Regions from separate parts of the Hordeum vulgare genome. Here region 2 is linked to region 1. A link is a contact called in public Hi-C data. All regions are on one chromosome and are shown on one strand. The core of a region is the stretch at or near the end of the contact, and the rest is flanking DNA. Distances in the headings are between cores, read along the strand shown.

Evidence for each region. Hi-C and Micro-C count contacts between places; a contact is called where the count stands out from the background.
Region 2: a contact with region 1 is called in a Hi-C map of leaf, with 2.2 times the contacts expected there. The contact joins the promoter of LOC123407730 here to the enhancer-like site in region 1. A contact is called at or near these places in 3 of 6 Hi-C or Micro-C datasets (leaf and seedling).

What each region holds. Positions count from the first base shown.
Region 1 is chr7H:103,932,093-103,937,465 of MorexV3_pseudomolecules_assembly, forward strand. No RefSeq gene overlaps it. Among protein-coding and RNA genes, the nearest start is that of LOC123407730, 250 kb to the right of the region's middle. Within about 2 kb of position 2,424, at least 1 of the 3 cell types and tissues checked has open chromatin away from gene starts, as enhancers often do. A contact at or near this core is called in leaf, where this site is marked.
Region 2 is chr7H:104,183,539-104,188,913 of MorexV3_pseudomolecules_assembly, forward strand. It overlaps LOC123407730 (TORTIFOLIA1-like protein 5), which reads left to right and starts at 3,036. Exons shown (of 5, transcript XM_045100929.1): 1 at 3,036-3,990; 2 at 4,081-4,204; 3 at 4,476-4,999. The coding sequence starts at 3,196.

The DNA of each region.
Region 1 (5,373 bases), core at 1,174-3,673:
GTGTTGGCTTCCCTCCAAGCTTAAAGGGTAATGTAGCACAACAACGGCAAGTATTTTCCTCAGTTATGAAACCAAGGTATCAATCGAGTAGGAAGTTCCATAAGACTATGTAAGCGGTACCTACACACAAATAACAAATCCTCGCAACCCAACGCGTGTAAGGGTTGTCAATCCCTCGTGGGTTAAATAAAAGGGTAAAATGATATATTGATAGATGCAAATAAAGTGATGGTAAATGAAACGTAGCAAGGTATTTTTGGGTTTTGATAATATAGATCTGGAAATAAAAGAGCAAATAAAATGAAAACGCGAATAGCAAAATAGATCTTGCAAATAGATGATGTAAAATAGACCCCGGGGCAATAGGTTTCACTAGTGGAAATTTTAAGAACATGCAGTAATAAAAATGCCAGTGATATAGAGATGTGAGACCTCTATGAATGAAGAACCGGCAAAAACTCCAACATCGAAAACATCATAGAAGATTCACATAAACTCCGTTTTCGATGAACTCGAGCTTGTCATAGAGATGACCATAAGCTCTAAAATTCACAAAGAGAACCATCAAACAAGAATCAATAAATATCATGCAAGGATGAGAATGGTTTGAGCTATCAAGGAATGATGCGATCAAGCTGCTCCCTTGAGAGCCCCCCTTGACCATACGACAATCTATCCTAAAATAGAAAACCTATCAAGGGCAAACCTATACCTTGCACATAGTCCACTTGAGGTAGATAATGACGTTCTTGACTTTCTCAAGATAGACCACCTTTCTTGATTGCGTTGGCTTGATGAAGACTGGTAAATTGCTCCCCATACTCCACTATTGGTGAGTCACTCTTTAGCACATCTTCACAAGTCCATTGCCATCACAATGGACGGCAAGCTCCAAGCATGATATCTTCGTGATGCTCCACTTGAACTTGCACACCGCAATCTTGATGACGATCACCACTTGACTTCATCCTCCATGGGTTGTATGAGATCTTCCTCTTGACGCAAGCCTATGAAAACACACCTAACCCTATGTAGAACTCTCACGAAGACCATGGTTTAGTACACAAAAGCGTAATGGACAATGCTTACCATACCATGGGATCACTTGATCCCTCTCGGTACATCTTCTACGCTTTGTGTGTTGATCAATTTGATTTACTCTTTGACTTAGTCTTGATCAACCTTGTGTCTTTATGATCAAGCTTTGGATAAAACCTTAAATACCAACTTGGTCATCATATAAACTCCTTGAAACCAACAGATAAAATTCAAGAAGTGCCTATGGAAAAATCGTTCGAATATAACTTAAGGCAACCATTAGTCCATAGGGATTGTCATCAGTTACCAAAACCACATATGAAGAAATGTGCTCTAGCAACAATGAAATGGGTGGTGCGCGTGGATGGTCACGGTGGAGAAGACATTGGAGGCAAAGAAAGAGTTGGTAAAGAAGAAGGCACGAGAGAAGCAAGAGAAGTGGCAATTGCTCAAGGACGAGGTGTTGCGCAAGGCGACCATTGAGGAGAGAAGAGTCTTTGCCGATGAAACCAAAGCCATGGCCAAGCTTCTTGCTGAGGAGAACAAGATCATGACATTGAGCCGCGATGACATGAACGACATCACCAAAGAATGGCATGATATGACAAGGAGAGACATCTTGAAGAGGAGGATGCAAGCGGCGGCCGGTGGGTGTTTCGGTGCCGGTGATGTTTTTTCCATCAGGAGTTGGAACAAGTATCGTTGATGCTTTCATTACGCCCGGCTATGCTTTCGGTGTCGGAGTTGGAACAACTGCCGGTGTGGACTCGAAGGCGGAGATGGCATTGATGGCGATGATGCGGAGTGAAGATCATGAAGACAGGTGAAAAGCGACCAAGATGATGATGGCCGTGGCTGTTGCTTTTGCATGCAGTCCTTTTGCATTTGTCGTAGAAAACTATGCTTTTATTTGTAGGCTAACTATGTTGTATTCTTTAAATCTAAACTCAATCATCGGAATCGCTGCCAAATTGGCTAATCTGGGATTTTTGGTTTGCGGGCCGACACGGGCTGCTATCGAGCAGGCCCGCGTAACCGACCCGTAAATAACATATTCGCAGAATATGCTGTTTTACATATCGGCTACGCGCGGTATGCTCGGCCGCAGCCTGCTTCAACTCGTAAAACCTTTTTTCTCTAAGCTAGCGATAGCTCCATCTGGCTATGAACATGGGATAGCTTTCATTGCATATGGCTCCGTTTAGGCGTCGAGGGAGATGCTAGCTAAACCGTCGGCAAAGAAGCAGCTGGAATAATCAATCTGATTTCGAGACAGCATGCTTGATAGAAAATGAAAACAGCGTGATTCGGAATGCATTATGTTGGACCGTAGTAGCTAGCTTCACGTAGCAGGTGTTGAGGTGCGAGATCGTTCTCGCCGAAACGTATTTTGCACCTATCTTCCATATTTCATTATCTCATAAGCCCTACCCCACCTATTCATTTCCTGTCTATTCTCAATAAAAAAATCGAATATATTTTGTGTGCGGATTCTTTGCCCCTTTCCCACCCAGTTCTTTCACTGTCAAAAGAAGAGTTGCCAAAAGATTATGTTTGGTTTGCCAGGCTGCATTCAATGATGTGACAACCTCTGCAAGTGGAATTGCAATACGTTCGACCTCTTCAAAGACTGGCGTGCAGTTCATCTAACAAAAATCATTACGTGCGGTTTCACACAATAATAACCTAGATGTCTGACGCACACACCGTTCTTGTTAGCTTGAAAAGTGTTTTCGATGTCCAAAATAATGAAACCAGTGCATATATTACAAGAACACAAAAAGATCAACTCGTGTCTATTTCCTTGGCGAAGGAACTAAATGAAAATATATATTTTTAAACGGATTCGTCATGGTTCCTTTAGAAAAAAGAGCCTCCAAACTTAATTTGAAAATTAGTGAGATGGTGGAGCCATGAGGTGGTAATCCTCATAGAATCGAGACACATGAAGGAAGAAATTTGACACCATAACTGAATGGCAATAAAATATTTAGGAAAAACCTAACTTTCATAAGTGTGGGCGTTTGTAATTTGTCCACATGCCTTCATTATCACTTATTTTGCTAGGTCAAAACAGTTGACATCAACGGGAATATTTTTTGATTTTGACTTAAAAATATTTTCTTTTCTAACTAAAAATTCGTTTTCACCATTAAATCCGTCTCGACAACACATCTTCAAAACTTGATTCCTTGTTGATATGGTTTGATGAATTGTTTTTGGCAACAGTTGCCATGATGTTACACTGTAGTTGTCATAGTGTTTACATTAAAGTTGTCATGACATGTTTTATGTATTTTTTCTAGATTAAAGCTATTGGTCCATATTTTCAATTACTCTTCATGACAATTTTTATAAATTAACCATGACAATTTTTAATAATTAACCCTGGCAAATTTAATGCATGGATCATGACAATTCTTTACTAATCCATCAAAATTTACTTTTAAAAGTAAAAGAAAAAATACCTAAAATATATCATGGCAACTTCAATATAAACACCATGACAATTTATGTTCAATAGGCATGGCAAGTTTTAAACCAAAAAAAGTCGTCGAAACATAATGATATGAGATCTAGTTTCGAAGATCTCGTCGCGATTGATTTAATGATGAAAACGGATCTTCAATCAGATTTTTTTTATTTAAGAGATAAAACATTTTAAAAACTGGAAATAAAAAAAGATCCCCACATGCATGCAAGCATGACAAAGTACAATCTATGTGTTATAGGCGTGTGGGCAGATGTTGCTCTCACCAGACGTGTGAGCGTTACAGCGACCCAATATCTATAGGCAGTCGAAAGAGGAAAAAATAAAAAAAGGAGAAAAAAAATAGATACATGTAATCACGAATTATTACATTAAATATACGGATCAGTTTTGAACTGGCTATGGTGTTTCCAATTACCATATGTGGTTATTGTAAAAATCTGCCATCGTGTCAATGTCTCTCCTCGCTAGTCCCTCCCACAAATCACGGGCGCCCCTTCTCTCCCTCCCCTCCCCTCCCACACCCCCACGCGAGCAACCAACGGGCCCCAACCCTAGCTACATGTCGTCCCCGCCTTCCCCTCCATATCTCCGCTATCGTCGATGGTCGGCGTCGGTCAAAGCCCGTCCATCTGATGACGACAACGGAGGTGTTGCCTCCCTCTTGGGTCTTTGGGTGGTGCAGGACGCCCCATCTTGAGGGTGTGATCCCGACCTGGATCGTGACGACGCCGATCTGAACAATGACGCCCTGATGCACAGTGACGACGTGGGGGCCAGGCGGCCTTCTAGCGGTGGCCTAGGCGTCAGGGCTGGCGCAACCCTTCCCATCTGGGGTGGCGGCCCGTGAGATGGCCTCCGTGTCTGGTGGCGTGGCCGGGTGGGTGGGTTGTCGGGGATCGGACCGGATGGTCGGAGATGCACCGACTGGTTGGTTACCGGGTTGTGACGGAGTGGGAGGTGGGGATCGAGATTGGGATAATTTCCAGGCCGGCTTTTGTCGGTCGCGACGTAAACTACACCCGAGGGTGCCGTTTTCCTTCCTGGAGACGTATTTCGGATCCACCCCACCCTTTCCCACCTCATGGTCTCTCGGGTGAAAACCCTAGGGCGGCGACGATGCTCTTGGCGACGTGTCCTTCTTGAAGGCGTCATCGCTTGGGTACGTCGGCAGTTGCAGATGGCGTGCCCCTCTTTCTTCAGGTGGCAGTTGTTTCGGTGGAAACCCTAGATCTAGGTTTCCCGGATCGGATGATGACGGAGACTTTGGCATCATTTTTCCCTCCTGGGGGCATCGTCTTGGAGCAGTACATCACTAAAGAGGCCAACACGTGGAATAGTGTTACATCTTACATCAACCGCATTGAAGACAGTGGATATCAGCGGTGTGGAGTAGTGGAGTTTCAATGTTGGATGCGGTTGATCGACGTGCGCACGCGGGTTGCGCTCTGGTCTGGTGGTGATATCGATGGCAGATGGGACTTGCAGGATCTTTGCAGTGATTCGTCCTGAAGATGGGATGGAGGAGGACGAGAGCGGCGGATCCTGTTATGTATGCACGCGATGCATGTTATGGGAACTTAGACCGGACGGTCTTAAGGCCACTATTTTAGGTTGTGTCTATTATGCGGACAAAACATATATGTATACTTTCAGGTGTAGGGACTTTATTCGCATAGTAGGTGGCTTTGAATGATCCTTGTATTGAATGAATGAATCAATATATATGGTTGTGCCTATCATGTTAATGCAGAGGTTGGAGTAATCCTCCTTTAAAAAAGAAAAATATATGATTATTGCTCTTGTAGCAACACGAGTAAGGTAGTGGGTTCAACGTATTTGGC
Region 2 (5,375 bases), core at 1,786-4,285, 250 kb after region 1:
AATACATGTAATATAACTTTAGTTGTAAAAGCATTAAATAAAAAAGGCTTAACTATAATAAGCTAAGCAACTATAGATTACAGACTTTATTTGTTAAATTATTTAATGTGCTTAACACCTCATCTTATCACCGATACATTTGAAATGACTTAATAAACAAAACAGACAGATCACAGATTACCGATCGGCCCAAGCGGCGGTCACATGGCGGTTCATGTGCGCATCTGCCCAGCACACATGCCGCCATCGCCATGCACGGGGTTCACCTCACTGTCTGTCTGCCTGATGAATTGACACTAGGGGACTGTGAGGTTTAGAGGAGCTGCCGCTCTCCCATTGGCCGATGCGCGCGTTTTCCATTTGTTCTGGTGTGAAGATAAGTTTATACCGCCGGTTGACAGATCACAGATTGGGCCGATCAGAAGGTGGCAGCGGCTCATGGACAAGATTGGTTTACTACTCTGCTCGTACTATGCCGTGGTTTGTGGATAAAGGTTGGAATTGATCGTCACATGCTCCTGGATCTCGATGCGCCCGTGGCGACGTCAGCCGCGTCATGCAGATGGGGGTCTAGATTATATAGAGGATTACCGCGCCATGGGCGGTGAAATATTTTACTAGCTGCACTAGTGTAAGTAATCTTCTGCCGCCGTTCCCAAGCTGTTAACAGATTAGCTAATGCTAGTAACAGACTGTTTGACAGGTGGTCGGGTGAATGAATATCAGGGTGCCGACTGCACTGCCGAGGAATCGCGATCAGCGACGACACAGCCGTACTAGCAAGGTCATTTTTTTCTTAAACGGTACTTAATTTCTTACATACCAGGAAAGTTTTCACGCACCGGTATCGGTACCACTCTGCAAACTGCATCGGCTGCCGAACCAAACTTAGAGGAACAATCGTATCCTCGTTCATCAAGATTAAATCATAATGCAGGCATTATTTTTAAATTTACTTTAAGATTTCTAACAATACGTATTTATTGGGAGGAAACGTTTTTGTCAATGATGAGATGTTTATAATGACATCGTAAGTCTTAATATAATATGCTGACTCAGTTTTTAAAAGATATTCACATAAATAAGATGTGCATGTATACATTTATAAAAAATAGTGTATTCGCGTTTACATACACACTTATATGTGTATTTGTGTTAAAGAAAATGCATTGGCTGGCTGATAATGCAAGCAAAAATGCTAAACATACAAAGAGTTACATAAGATTACACGCTGATTAGGATTCTTTCTTTCTAACTAACCGCTTTCCCCTGATTTTTAAGAGGGGTGAGGCCCTCATTTCCCTTAATCTTCAATCAAAATCCATCTCTTTGTAAAATCTATGTAAATTTATTTATGTGTAGCATTGTTGTAGTGCAAGTGCACGTAAACTATCGGTAGCACTCCCTTGGAGTAGTTGCTTGCCCGTAATAGTACAGGCCATCAGGCTGGTATATATATCAGGAATATCCAATACATGACGTGCAACTTTCTCTACTTAGGTTGGGTGCTGTAAAGAACACAGGCCGTTCCTTCGAATTTATAGTGCTTCAATTTTTTCCATTTGTTATTGGACGGTTGGATTCTTTAAATTATGTCACCAAGAAGCAAAAACCCAAAGATTTAAGGGAAAAGAAGGCGATAAAAAAGAAGCTTAAATGGTAGAAAGAAAAGGATACAACATTGTTGCAAGCCACCTTTGCATCCCAGTATATATCCTACCTTCCTCTGGGGCATTGGACGACATCGGCGACGAGCTTCATGCCGTAGCAACAACAATAAATTGATACGCAATCTAAACTGTATATAAAAGCATTACTCCCTCCGTTCCTAAATATAAGTCTTTGTAGAGATTTCACTAGTGGACTACATACGGATGTATATAGACATACTTTAGAGTATAGATTCAATCGTTTTGTTCCGTATGTAGACCCTTAGTGAAATCGCTTAAAAGACTTATATTTAGGAACGGAGGGAGTATGTCTTTGCAACAACAATAAATGACCACAGTCTAACTCGCTGAAGGGAGGTGATGGGGTTAGCAAGATAGAGGGAAGCAAATGAGTCAAACAATACTTCTAAGGAAATAGACCAAAATATAATAGTTCAAACATATTTCTTTCAAACACAAGTGTTTCACAATAAAACCACATAGTCTAGCTCACTCAAGGGAGATGATGGAGCATTTACGCACATACAGAATGATATGAAAAACAACAACTCAAAGGTAGAACGATTGGAAGACTTTTTTTTCACAGGGGAGAGTGGGGATATGTCCTTAAAGTACTCTACAACAGAGGCGATATACTCTATAATTAATCGTTTGAGATAGCAAAAGTACTTTAAGTGATATAGACATTTTAATATTTCTTTACGAAAAGAGTATACGTGAGTGTTTTTTTAGTGCAAGGCAAAGCACTGCCGGTTTGCACTAAGAGAAAAAAATTAAAAAAATGTTACCTAATTTATAAAGAAAATTAGACCGAAAAACCTTACAACACACGATTGAACAGAGGACAACCGTGCAACAACCCAACTCTTGCCGACGTCAACAACTCGAACTCTACCGTCAATGTATCGACAACCTGAAGAAATGCGAGGACTCTTCGATGACGCCTTCAAAAAGCATCGTCGTCGGTATCCTTCGACCCTATCAAACCAAGGCTTTCGCTATACGTGAGTTTTTTAAAAACAATAATGAGATCAACTTGAAGGCTAACCATTGTTGGCTTTATTTATACCTGAGTTTTTTTTAAGAACAGCAATTTGTAACCCACGCTGAGCAACACCACACCAAACCCCAAATCCATCTAGAGCCGAGAAAACACCACCAAGCACCCCAAGACGTAGTACAAAGATACAAAAAACCGTCACCATTTTTTCAAATCGAAAAGAAAATAAGTCAGAAAAAAAGGCACGAAAAGAGGACATGAATGAATGCGCAGTCCACACCAAGATCTCTCCACCCTCTCCCTTTTTTCTTTTTCTCACCCGCCACCTCCCACCTATTTAGTACCCGCGACGCCATCCCTCCCCTCCCAACCCAACCCCGAGCCGCCACCACCCTCCGTCCCCCGTCTCCGCCGAGTCGCCGCCGGCTCGGCTCCCTCCCACCCGCCGGCGCCCCTCCTCCCTCCTCCCTGCGAGGCGCGGACGGAAGCTCGGCTACATTGATTAGGTAGGCGAGGCCGAGCGCCATGGGGCCAGCGCCGAGGGCCGGGGGCGAGCCAATGAAGCAGCGGGTGAACCGCTGCCTGCACCGCCTCTCCGACCGGGACACGGAGGCCATGGCCGCCAACGAGCTGGACGCGATCGCCCGCGGCCTCGACGCCGACGAGCTCCCACTCTTCCTCGCCGCCGTCTCCGACACGCGGGCCACGGACAAGGCGCCGCTGCGGCGCCACTCACTGCGCCTGCTCGCGCTGCTCGTCGCCGCCCACCCGCGCGACGCCGTGGCGCCGCTCGTGCCCAGGCTCGTCGCCGCCGCGCTGCGCCGGGTGCGCGACCCGGACTCCTCCGTGCGCGCCGCGCTCGTCGACGCCGCGCGCGCCATCGCCGGGGCCGCCGCGCCCCCCTCAGCCCCCGCGGCCCTCGGCCCGCTCGCCGACGCCGTGCTCCACGAGCAGGACCAGTGCGCGCAGCTCGCCGCCGCGCTCGCGGCGGCGGCCGCCGTCGAGGCCTCCGCCCCGACCTCCGACCTCGCCGACTACCTCCTCGCGCTCCTCCCGCGCCTCCTCAAGCTACTCCGCAGCGCCGCCTTCAAGGCCAAGCCTGCGCTCATCTCCCTCATCGGCGCCGCCTCGGCGGCCACCGACGGCGAGGGCGCCGCCACCGCGGTGCCCTGCCTCCGCGACGCGCTCGCCGGGGACGACTGGGCCGCCAGGAAGGCCGCCGCCGAGGCGCTCGCGCTGCTCGCCCTGGAGCACGGCGACGACCTCTCCGCCCACAAACCCTCCTGCATTGCCGTCTTCGAGGCCAAGAGATTCGATAAGGTCCGTCCCTCGTTCAGATCTTCTGCTACGGCATCCTCGTGGATCTACTGCTTCCTCGCTGACATTTCTAGGCTTTCCTTGGCAATGCAGGTGAAGATTGTGCGGGAGTCCATGAACCGGATGATCGAGGCGTGGAGGGAGATCCCGGACTTGGAGGAGGACGTGTGCTCCTCCGGCGCCTCGCCGGCCCAGACCAGATCTTCCTCTCTCACAGGTGATGTCACCAGTCTTCTTTTGGAAATTTCGAGTAAATTGTTCTCTATTGTTTGGACTTTGGACTAGTATATAAACATGAACTTGTCTGGTAATAAAAGGCACAAGTGGAGTGGGTTCTCGTGAGACACTAGGCAGCAGAACTGTTCTTTCCTGGTACTATATGACAAACGGAAATTCAAAAATGTTCCATTTAAATATATATATAGGAATTCCTGGCATATGATATGAGCTCTGAGTTCTGACACTGTTTTTGTTTTGTAATCAAACAGATAGTGCAAGCGATGGTCGATACCCGGCTGATTCCCTTGGCTCCAATTCCGTCCAGTCAGTTACGAAGAGGAACATGCTGCCGGCAAGCAGGTCACCGCCGTCAGTCAGTAACCGAAGGACCAGCCCTTCCATCAGAAGCAAGAAGAGTTCGCCGCCTTCACGCGGCGGCGATGTTACCGTCGCGGCAGACGCCACCCCGACCAAAACGGTGACCGGGGAGAAGCTTCTGAAAGAGGGCAATGTTAGAGCAAGGCTTGAAGCGCGGAAGATGCTGTTCCAGAAGAGTGGTGAGAAAGGGTACAATAAGGTGGCCGGGCGCAAGTCAGGGTCTAGAGTTGTTCCATACAACGGGGACGGTGACTCGGAAGAGAGCACCGAGGTTGAGGATGATGGGCCTGAGGAGTTTCAGTCAGACAACTCTGATGAGCTTCAGTTAGTTCACAAAGATGAAGACCTGTCCAAGATCAGGATGCAGCTAGTTCAGATAGAGAATCAGCAGACAAACCTGCTCGACCTTCTCCAGGTAAATTTATCTTGTTCTATGCCATCTCTTTAGAACCTGATGAGACTCTTAATTATTTGGGTTTGTGCAAGTGCTTCACTACTGGGCTAGGCGGATACATCTCCAGTGTCTGACATACATCCATTTAAACTCGAGAATCAGGCTTAAAATAACTTAATAAAGAAAATGAAAATAAATAAATGCAAATGTAGTTACATGTACTATCCTAGCCCACCAAATTTCTTTGGTAGTTGTGCAAGGGCAACACAGTTAATGGAGGATGGGACGGGGGTTTGAATTTTGAAGTTCACATCAAACTCAAGACACATTTGATGGTAACTGTACATGTGCAAATGAGAAAATCATTATAGTAGTAAAAAAAGAAGAGTTGATTGTA